Linked DNA regions of Gasterosteus aculeatus: region 2 is linked to region 1. A link is a contact called in public Hi-C data. All regions are on one chromosome and are shown on one strand. Each heading gives the region's core, a stretch centred on a gene start, on an enhancer-like site or on the middle of the called end of the contact. The rest is flanking DNA. Distances are from core to core; before and after follow the strand shown.

Evidence for each region. Hi-C and Micro-C count contacts between places; a contact is called where the count stands out from the background.
Region 2: a contact with region 1 is called in a Hi-C map of skeletal muscle, with 10 times the contacts expected there. The contact joins the enhancer-like site here to the promoter of LOC120832027 in region 1. A contact is called at or near these places in 3 of 6 Hi-C or Micro-C datasets (skeletal muscle and whole body).

The regions. Positions count from the first base shown.
Region 1 is chr14:11,756,117-11,760,775 of fGasAcu3.hap1.1, reverse strand. It overlaps LOC120832027 (growth hormone receptor), which reads right to left and starts at 2,216. Exons shown (of 9, transcript XM_040198039.2): 1 at 1,974-2,216. It overlaps LOC120832026 (complement component C7), which reads left to right and starts at 1,978. Exons shown (of 19, transcript XM_078088482.1): 1 at 1,978-2,390.
Region 2 is chr14:11,789,724-11,794,382 of fGasAcu3.hap1.1, reverse strand. No RefSeq gene overlaps it. Among protein-coding and RNA genes, the nearest start is that of LOC120832154, 7.7 kb to the right of the region's middle. Within about 2 kb of position 2,867, at least 5 of the 9 cell types and tissues checked have open chromatin away from gene starts, as enhancers often do.

The DNA of each region.
Region 1 (4,659 bases), core at 967-3,466:
CTTCTGCCTCGTTTGGTGCTTACACTTCCAGGAAATAGAATTTATTTAAAATCAGTTTATTTTCTCTGCAAAATTGGACCTCACCAATGTTTTGCATCTTCTACATCATTGAAAAGAGAATCCAATAGGTGAATAATAAAGCGCACTGATTGGACGATGGGGAGGATCAGGGTGTTTATTCACATTATCGCTCTGGCATTCACACAGTTTATACTTCTGGGGGAAAAGAAAAAAATGTTTTGTCTTGTCTAGACGTTAAATCCATTTCTAGCCAACATCGCTGTGTTTTCCGCCAACAAAACGCGTTCATCCATCCACCTCCGCTAGCTGATTTTTGGAGAGACATTCACATATCACACTTGCGTAATTACTCTCTTAAACATTTGGCTACTTTTAAATTTCTCAGCGTGTGAATTACGGAGCTGTTGTCATAATGCCGAGTAAATGTCATGAGTTCAATGTTTTTGTCTTATTTTAGGAGACTTTGCTATTTGCAGCCGCGTTTTCTCTTTGCAAAAGCGATTCGTCACATGAGGGGGGCCTCGACTTTACATACAATAAATTGTACAACGTTTTCATCATGCTCAGTCTAATCTCCCCGTACCTATTGACGCAACTCGTGTGCTTAAACCTTGAGGGGCTCTACCGCCTTGTTTGTTTTAGTGTATTTGCTCTTACTTAAGAGCTCAATGTTGCCGTGCAAATGGGGGGACATGCATAGTCTCTTATTATTGATAATATCATACTTTATGAAACACAGCCAGACTGATCTGTTCTCAACTGTGAATTTCTTGATTCAGTTTTTCATAATTGGATTGCTATGGATTTCACAACAGCTGAATGTGGAGGCTACTTACCAAAACATTTTTCCGTGTTTGTGTATATATATATTGAATGAATCTCTTCTACGTCGTCTTAAGTTCAGCATGAATGAAATAATCACTGTTAGGTAATCTTTCACTGTTGGGTTGTGATAAAAACGTCTCTAATGCTTGTGCCAAGAGGAAGAATGACAATGTTCATTTTCACCAACATTGACTGAAAGCTGCAATGAGAGTATATTGTTTGTTTGTAAGCTCTGCTCACCAGCATTGAGCGCAGACATCTGGGGTTTCTCACGCTGATTAGACACATCAACAGACTCAACTACCCTCAGAACTCCAGACGCTGCTTGGATCAACACAAACATGTTCAAGGTCGTAACATCGTAACTAGTGTAAATGTACTCTACTGACATTTTGGGACAATTTTACTTGCATTAACAGCCTTGGAAAAAAAACGAATCCCATACAAACTGTCATGAGCTTGTTCAAGCAAATCCAACATATAACTGTCGTGACAAAGGTTTGTTTTCACGGAAACCCAGCGGAAAAAATGAACCAGAAAGACCAAATTCAGAATTTATATTTCAGTTACCAAGACATTTGTTGCAGAATTCTGTGCACGTTTCTTTTGGCAGCGAGGGTGAATGTGCACCATTACTGTCGATTTGTGTATATCTGTTGTCAGTTTGACATATTGCTGTTTTTGGATACGTGTTTACAACAGAACCAGTAAACACAACACAGACATATTCTCGCCTTGTAAAGTTGTTACGCAAATAATTTACACAAAATACAATTATTCCTCATCTGTAATCGAAATATTTGGGTGTTGAATCACTGCAATTTATGAGGTGGTAATTACACATTAATAGTTCCCATTTGATGTTGGCACGATTTAACTAATTAAAGTATTTTTTTTAACTGCACCAGAACGACGTGATTTAACCACCGGGACCCCCGGGACCCTTCCCAACCCCCCCCCCCCCCCCCCCCCCCGCGAGATTCATGACACGACACCATACATCGACAAGCACGAGCTGCGCGCGCCTGTCAACACACTAGTGTAGTAGAGTAATGTGTCACTCCACGTAAACACACACACACACACACACACGGGACCGTGCTGGACACACACGGGGACCAACTCACCGCGGCGGCACCTTAAGCGGACCCCTCCCGGCTCCCGTCCTCGTCCCCGCAGGCTCCCTCGGTAGAAAAGTACCAGCAAAAACCCTCGCGCACGAAACGACTCTAACAATCCTGCTAAAACAATAACCCGCACCGAGGATGTTGTGTGTCCCCCCCACCCCGAGCTCTATGTGCAGTGTGGTAACTGTGTGGTGGAGAAGCCTCCCTTGCAGCCCGGACAGACCACAACCCCACCCTCCACCTCCACCTCCCCCCCCCCACTCCCCGCGGGGCTGGCGGGGGTGGAGAGAAGGGCGACATCTGCCGGTGGAGTCCGGACACGCAGGAAAACCGCAGGGAAACACGCGCTGTTGATGTGCGCGAATCGCATTAGAAAAAGCGTCGAGTCAACTTCATCCGAAAAGAAAGATATTTAAGGTCAGTTGCTGTGTTTAAAATATACATATATATATATATTTGAGTTAAAATGTATGGATCGTTATGCAACATGTTTTCATAAACCCTAACAAGTAGGTTTGTTGCCTAAATCTGAAGGGATTTATGTCAGAAATAACTCGCATGACTGAGGGCCGTTTGTTTCCGTTTAGTGACCTCTGCTTCCTTCAGCCTGTTTAGTGACGGATTACAGCCAACCGGTGAAATGGTCTAATAGTTCATTCAAATTCTCAGGACAATTTGAAAGGAAACACTGTTAGTTAGTCAGCATGTGAGAAGAACAGTTGATTCCTCTGTGGGAAATCCTCCATAAGGAGACTTGACAACATTAGTATTACCAAAAGTACCACAATGTAGAAAATGTAACAATAAAAAGTACTGCATCCAAGGTGTTACTTAAAAAAGGTTCTTAAGTAGCCGCATAACATCTTACACACACTTGCCAAACAAAGTTTGATTTCCTTGCAGCTAACCGCAATAACGTGTATAGAGACCTTTTAAATTTAAGAGTCGGCTAAAAGTACTCATGATCCATAAGGGCCTCTGCATTACGTCTCATTGGGATGCAAGTCAGTGCATACAATTTATTTTTGCAGCTGTTAAAGGTGAAGGTAATTTACATCATTGATTACTAGTGGATTTACAGTTTGTATTATTCTTAATTTGCAAAGCAACTAATTGTATCACATAAATAAAGGTAAAGAAGTAAAAAGGTTGGCTTCCAAAATGGAAAATATAGAAACATACTGGAAATGTTCACGTAGAGTACAAATACCTAAAATACTGTACTTAAGTGTAACTTGGAAGTCAGACCCAGAGATGGGAATTATTAAGTAGCACCACCTATTCTACACCGCAAATTATGTTAGATACACCTATGTCATTAAGTGCGAGTTGTTAGTGTGCCAAAAATAAAACTTGTATTCAAGCTATTGATTCAGAGCAGTATTTCTCAGAAAGGTGACCACTCCAGTCAAGTCGCCGGACAGAAAACCCAAACAATAAGCTTGCAGTTGTAATTCTAGGAATTCTTTGCATTCTTTTCTTTGAGTTATAGGATTTTAGAAAAGGCTGCAGGTGATCAAAATTAAAGATCAGTAAATTGTATATGTTTAAATATGGTTTTGTTTTGTTGTTAATTAAAACCAGATTTATTTTTAGTTTAGAGGCAGAAGATAATTTTGGTAATTTTGGTTTCATATTAAAGTCTATAAATCGAAAAGGTTGAAAATAAATCATTCCAATCAGCATAATGAGAGGTAGAGGCACGCTGGATCTTGTGCGATTGGAATAATAATTTTTCAAAAGCCTCACACCAACATTCCCAACCACAGCCGCCCATTCAGGTTTTTGAATTTTGCAAGACAGGAAAAAGAGGACTTCTTCTTCCTGTGTATTGAAAACAGGCGATCACTCCATGTCATGTGTCCTAAGTGCTACAGGAGACAAGGAGACACCACAAGATGGCAGCCTCTCCTGTGGAGATGCTGTAGAAGTATTTGATAACAAAACAACTTGTGATAACAAAAAGTATCACACAGTAAATAACGACTCGTATTTTAAAGGCAAGAGATTTGAGAAGACAAAGTAATTAGTAATTGTTTGCTTTATCTATGGAATTAAGTTGTATTAACTTATTTTACAAATATACGGCTGTTGTGAATTCAGTGTCGTTTAGCCTTTGGCGGCTCGTAATTGGGCAGTGGGGCCTGTGGCTTGCAGTTAACGGCGCTAACATTGCAAACAACGGCAATAGTGCTGACAGGGCAAATGGGGGGCGTTGGGGAGGTGGGGGGGGGGGTGCACGCTCACATCGATTTAAGGACTCCCAAAGCAAAGACATGCTCACATTACAACACACAGAAAAGGGCAAAAATGAATTCTCTGCTCTTTAATATACTGACATAGGATAGTTTTGTGTCTCTATTTTAATGCTTAGAGTAGAGAACATTTAGATCAATCATCCCTAAGTAATAAGTAGGACGTTTTTATTACAAATAAAGATGTGGATTAATATTGCCACTTTGGGCTTTTTTGACCTTTTGCCCGAAGTCATGCTGCCTCCAACGTTCTTATCCAGGATAAACAATTGTGATGCAACTAGTCCTGTCACACTCCAATGACGATGTTGTTTTGGTAAACAAAAAAAAAATGGATTTCATCCTCCACCCTTCAGCACAGAATATTACATTATTACATTACAGGTCATTTAGCTGACGCTTTTATCCAAAGCGACTTACATTACACTTTA
Region 2 (4,659 bases), core at 1,618-4,117, 33 kb before region 1:
GCCTGTCCTCACTTTAATGGACTGTAAGTGAACTGAAGTGCCTGAGCATGTTACGGACTTAGTCTGTGGCCACACTCCACTCTGAGGGCACCTGGGGTGGGTCCCTGACGCGGCCCCCCAGACCACACACACACACACACGCATCTTCAGTTGACTCAAGCGCTCACCGTGAGCTACAAATCACGGCCAGACTGATGCTTTGTCGCCTCGGTACCGTGTGTGTGGGTGGTCGGCTTGTTGGAGCACGGGAAGAAGCTGGGAGAGGCCGGTCCCCCCCCCCCTCCCTGCTCCAGCTGACATCAGCAGAAAAAAACTCAATTCCACTTCCTTGCACCTCGGGACCCTCACAGATGTCATCGCTCTGAGGAGATCCATGGATGACAGCAAACCGTAGGATTGTGTGATGGCATCACTCTGTGTCCTCATCGTTTTGACCGTGCGTGCAGCTTATGAGTTCATGAGACATTTATATTGCCTCATTCTGACGAGGCGGAGGGGAAAAAAGTATTGCGATCCATTCTCTAAGCCTCTAATATCAATGGCCGGGCCAAATAGGGCCAAATTGTTATCAACATTTGAAGGTAAGCTAACACACCATCTACCTCAAGCTGTAGTAGGAGGCACTCGGAAGCTCTGGATGTGGTGTACGCTCACATCTCTCCCGGCCGTACCAGTTGGCCTGTCGCACCATCCGGCTGCGGTGATGCATCCATCTGCAGATCATCATTCGCGCTCCCAAACGTGTCCTGAGTTCGGGACTCGGATGGCATTATTGAACGGCTCTGATGGAGATCACTCTTCTTCAGCGCTGATGGAGAGCACTCTTCTTCAGACACTGGTCCCCATTCATGGAAGGGGTGTACGCCTAACGGGAGGATGTACCGGACTCTGAAAACAAATTGGAGCCATAAAAGGGAGGCCAGACGCCCAGGAGATTTGTGTTTGTTAGCAGCGGGGAGACATCTACGGACAGGTGTGATGTAAAGGTGTCGAGACATTTAATCAACTCCAGCGGTTGATGAAACGCTTCGTTGTGTCTTCGTTATGATTTTGCTTGCTTTGGTTAAGTTGGCACAGAGGTTTGGAGTGGGGGCAGAGTGACGCCGAAGCATTGGAAATAAAGGGATGGTTCTCACAGGTGATCTTTGTGTGCGCTCGGCCTGAGAGAGCTTTTCGGGTACGCTTGAATGGATGGAAACCTGACTGAAAGAAAATTGTAATTTGTTGCAAGTTTGGTTTTTGTTTTGTCTTTTCTCTGTTACCAATAGTGTGCGAATAGCTCTGTCCACGTGAGATTAATGTATATGAAACTTGGGTGGTGGTGTTTGAAAGATGAGAGATATCATACGAAAATACAAAGTGCAGCACCCCTTTTATTACCTTGTTATCTGACATTAATGTGTATAAATGTGTGCATGTGTGTATGTATGAATACGTTAATTTTTTTATTTTTCACTTAATTGTACATTGTAAGCACGTTAAATGTTACCGTATTGTCAAATCTTTTGTATTTGGAACATCAGCAGGATGCAGGATCCTTTTACAGCCACTAGGTGGAGCTGTTAATTAGGCTGAATTGCCATAAAAGCAATTTAGCCTGTAGTGACACGTTTACACCACTGGGCGTCACACCATGTTCATTCAACTGGATGCAAACTAAAACAAATCAATACGTTTACACGACTGGTTCTCAACCTGATCATAAGAGCTTTATGTTTTAAGAATGTAAAAATGAATTCAAGGATTCTTTGCAAAAAAATATTTCTGTACCGTAACTATGGTCGGATCTTAGATGTGGCAGTTTTACTTTTAGAATAACTCTGTACAGAGTTTGTCTTTTGTGCTGGTACTTTTACTTCAGTAAAGGATGTTATTTCACTATGACTGAGATGTGTAAAAATAGAAAATGCTGTATTTACATGCGTCACAAAGCAAATACATGTAATGGCTCTTAGTTGTTATTGTTGGTTCATCTTTGACGATGCCAAAAGGGAACCTCTCTACCTTCTCATCTGAAAGAAACAGTTGGTCCAGAACAATACATCATCATCGTTGTTGCATTCAATCAGGCTGTTATTGTGGTTTTGCACATCTCATGTTAAATGGTCTGTATACGTGGATACAGTGCATGTCTGAGGATAGAGGTTGTCCTATGCAGAATGTAAAACCCCACAAGGCAGATTTATTGTATGTGCATCATGTGAACTTCGTCCATGTGGATCAGTGAAGTCGTGCACCACTAGGGAGCGCTGCAACAGTGTTGTGCACTCCTCTCTCTTCATTATGTCAGGACTTCACTGTCAGGAGACAGAGAGCTGTGAGGTTATGAGTGATCCCTGTGCTTTGGGTGTATAAAAAAACACATCATGATCGCAGATATGTGATGAGAATTTCCATAAGAAAAATCCAATTGATTGTGCTGTGTATTTTACAAATAACATTCAGTCTTTTGAAATTAAATTCAGTCCAACAACATGGAAATGATGACTTAATATGTTTGTTATTAATCATGCAGTTTGACATTCATCTTGCATAAAGCATTCCTTGTAAGATTTAGTATTTATTTGTTACAAATGTATTATTTCACATGGTATCTAAAAATAAATCAACATAAACAAAAAGTCCTTTATTGATTGAGAAAAACACACAAGCCTTATTGTTATGAGAATTAGTGAATCCAAAGTGATTGCTTCAAATAAAGAGCAAATGTTAACACTTAGCAATCAGACACGCAGATCATCCTGGAGCACTAAAACAACAAAGTGCCCACCCAGCGTTTTGGCTAATTGAGACACTTTGTCAAAGACAACACCTCTGCAACCAATCAGAAGCCAGAGATGTGTCGCTGGGGAGAGAAAGGTGCAAAGCTCGCACTCTCATTGGCTCTGGCTGGATTTCCTTTGAGTGATTCCTGAACAGATGATGTGCTCCTCCATATGGCAGGCCTCTGTGACTCCTTTGTGCTCTTACTGATGCGACTCACGTCAACTTTAAAGGTTCGCTGCTGCACTTTGAGACCCTCCCCCAAGCCCCACCGCCTCTGCTGCTGACATGCAGGATGAATGGGGACTCAGCCCTATGTTGATCAGGCAAAGTGTGCCTTTCGTTTTGTATACGACCTCTCTCCTCCCCCTCGCCCCTGCAGCCCCTGCAGCCTGCACACTCGCAGCTCCAGACTTTGTTTTTTGGTGAAAAGAGCCGTCTCAAATGTCCCGTGCAGCCAACAGCAGCTGCTCCTGGACCTTTCCATTCTTCAGCACAAAGGGGGATAGAGGGCCGGGGTCTCGGTGCACCTTTGTGCACGGCCCCTCCTGTCGTTTTACTGCTCTTTGTGCCCATTGAACAGAGTGTAGAAGTGTTGGCTCTTGTTGTGTGTGTACAAGCACATTCATCCACCTGATCTAGTTCTGCAGCACACAGCACTGCAGAGACTCCACAGTCAAATATGTATCTTTTCTCATGTTTTCCATCTCAACGTTGATAACTCTGCAAAAAAAGCGAGAGATTTTTTCCTTTTCGTTATTTCAGAAGAATTAACTTAGACATGCACGATTCATAGTCTGATTGCCAACACCACACACACACACACACACACACACACACACGCAACTACACAACGTTCCTGCTGTGTCTGAACAGGGCACTTCAGGGCCCAGTCGTTCAAAGCGGATCAGTGTTTTGGCAACAGCTGGCACTATCTGCGTGTGTGTGTGTGTGTTTCTAAGAACTCACTTTGAGTTTAAAAGCAGCCACAGTGGACGTAAACAGAAGAAAATTGTCTATTTTCATATTTATTTACACTGTTTTAAGATAAAATCTAGAGCAACAAAATACACAACTTTTAACTCTTCAGAACGTTTCTTGAATTTCAATAAAAACAATAGCAAAAGATGTTGGGGGGAATTAAAAATAAAAACTATACCTGTGTCCAGCCCGGGGGACAGCGGGTTAATGTAATTAGTAATTTGCTTAATCATAAGCCGACACAAGCTGATGCATATCAGAACCAGACATTAGCACCAGCAGCTGATGTCTGAGGGAATGGGCGTGGGTATGTATGTATGTATGTGTGTTTGTGTGTGTGTGTGTGTGTGTGTGTGTGTGTGTGTGTGTGTGTTGCTTGACCCCGAGCCTGCTGGGACAGCAGCGTGTTTGCGGTAATGACAGTGGGTAATATTAGCATAGTTATAACCTATATTAGCATAACCATCAGACGAAGCGAGTGGAACTATGACGTCAGAGTGAATCACTCCAAATAAATGGATGAATAAAAAAATGATTGGAGCTATGGAGAAGGAGATTCTGATGCCAGTATCCTAGGCAACCTGCTAGACCAAAACACCAACAAACTAAGAGCACTCACCTGCAAACACACACACACACACACACACACACACACACACACACTTAGCCTGCAGCCCATCAGGGCCATCTGCTGCAGCTGACCACCAAACAGAAAAGATGTTTAGGAGGAGGAGGCTTTTATGTTGAAAGGACACTTGAGAAGCAGCATGTGGTTGCAGCAGTAGTGCTTCTTCTAAGCGGGGTGTAGACAGAGGGCAGGAGGGCTGCGAGGGGTTAGCGAGTTCAGACACAAAGTAACTGTGCGGTTTGTCCCGGAGCTTCAGAGGTGTTTATTGAGCAGACAAACTTTTCCCC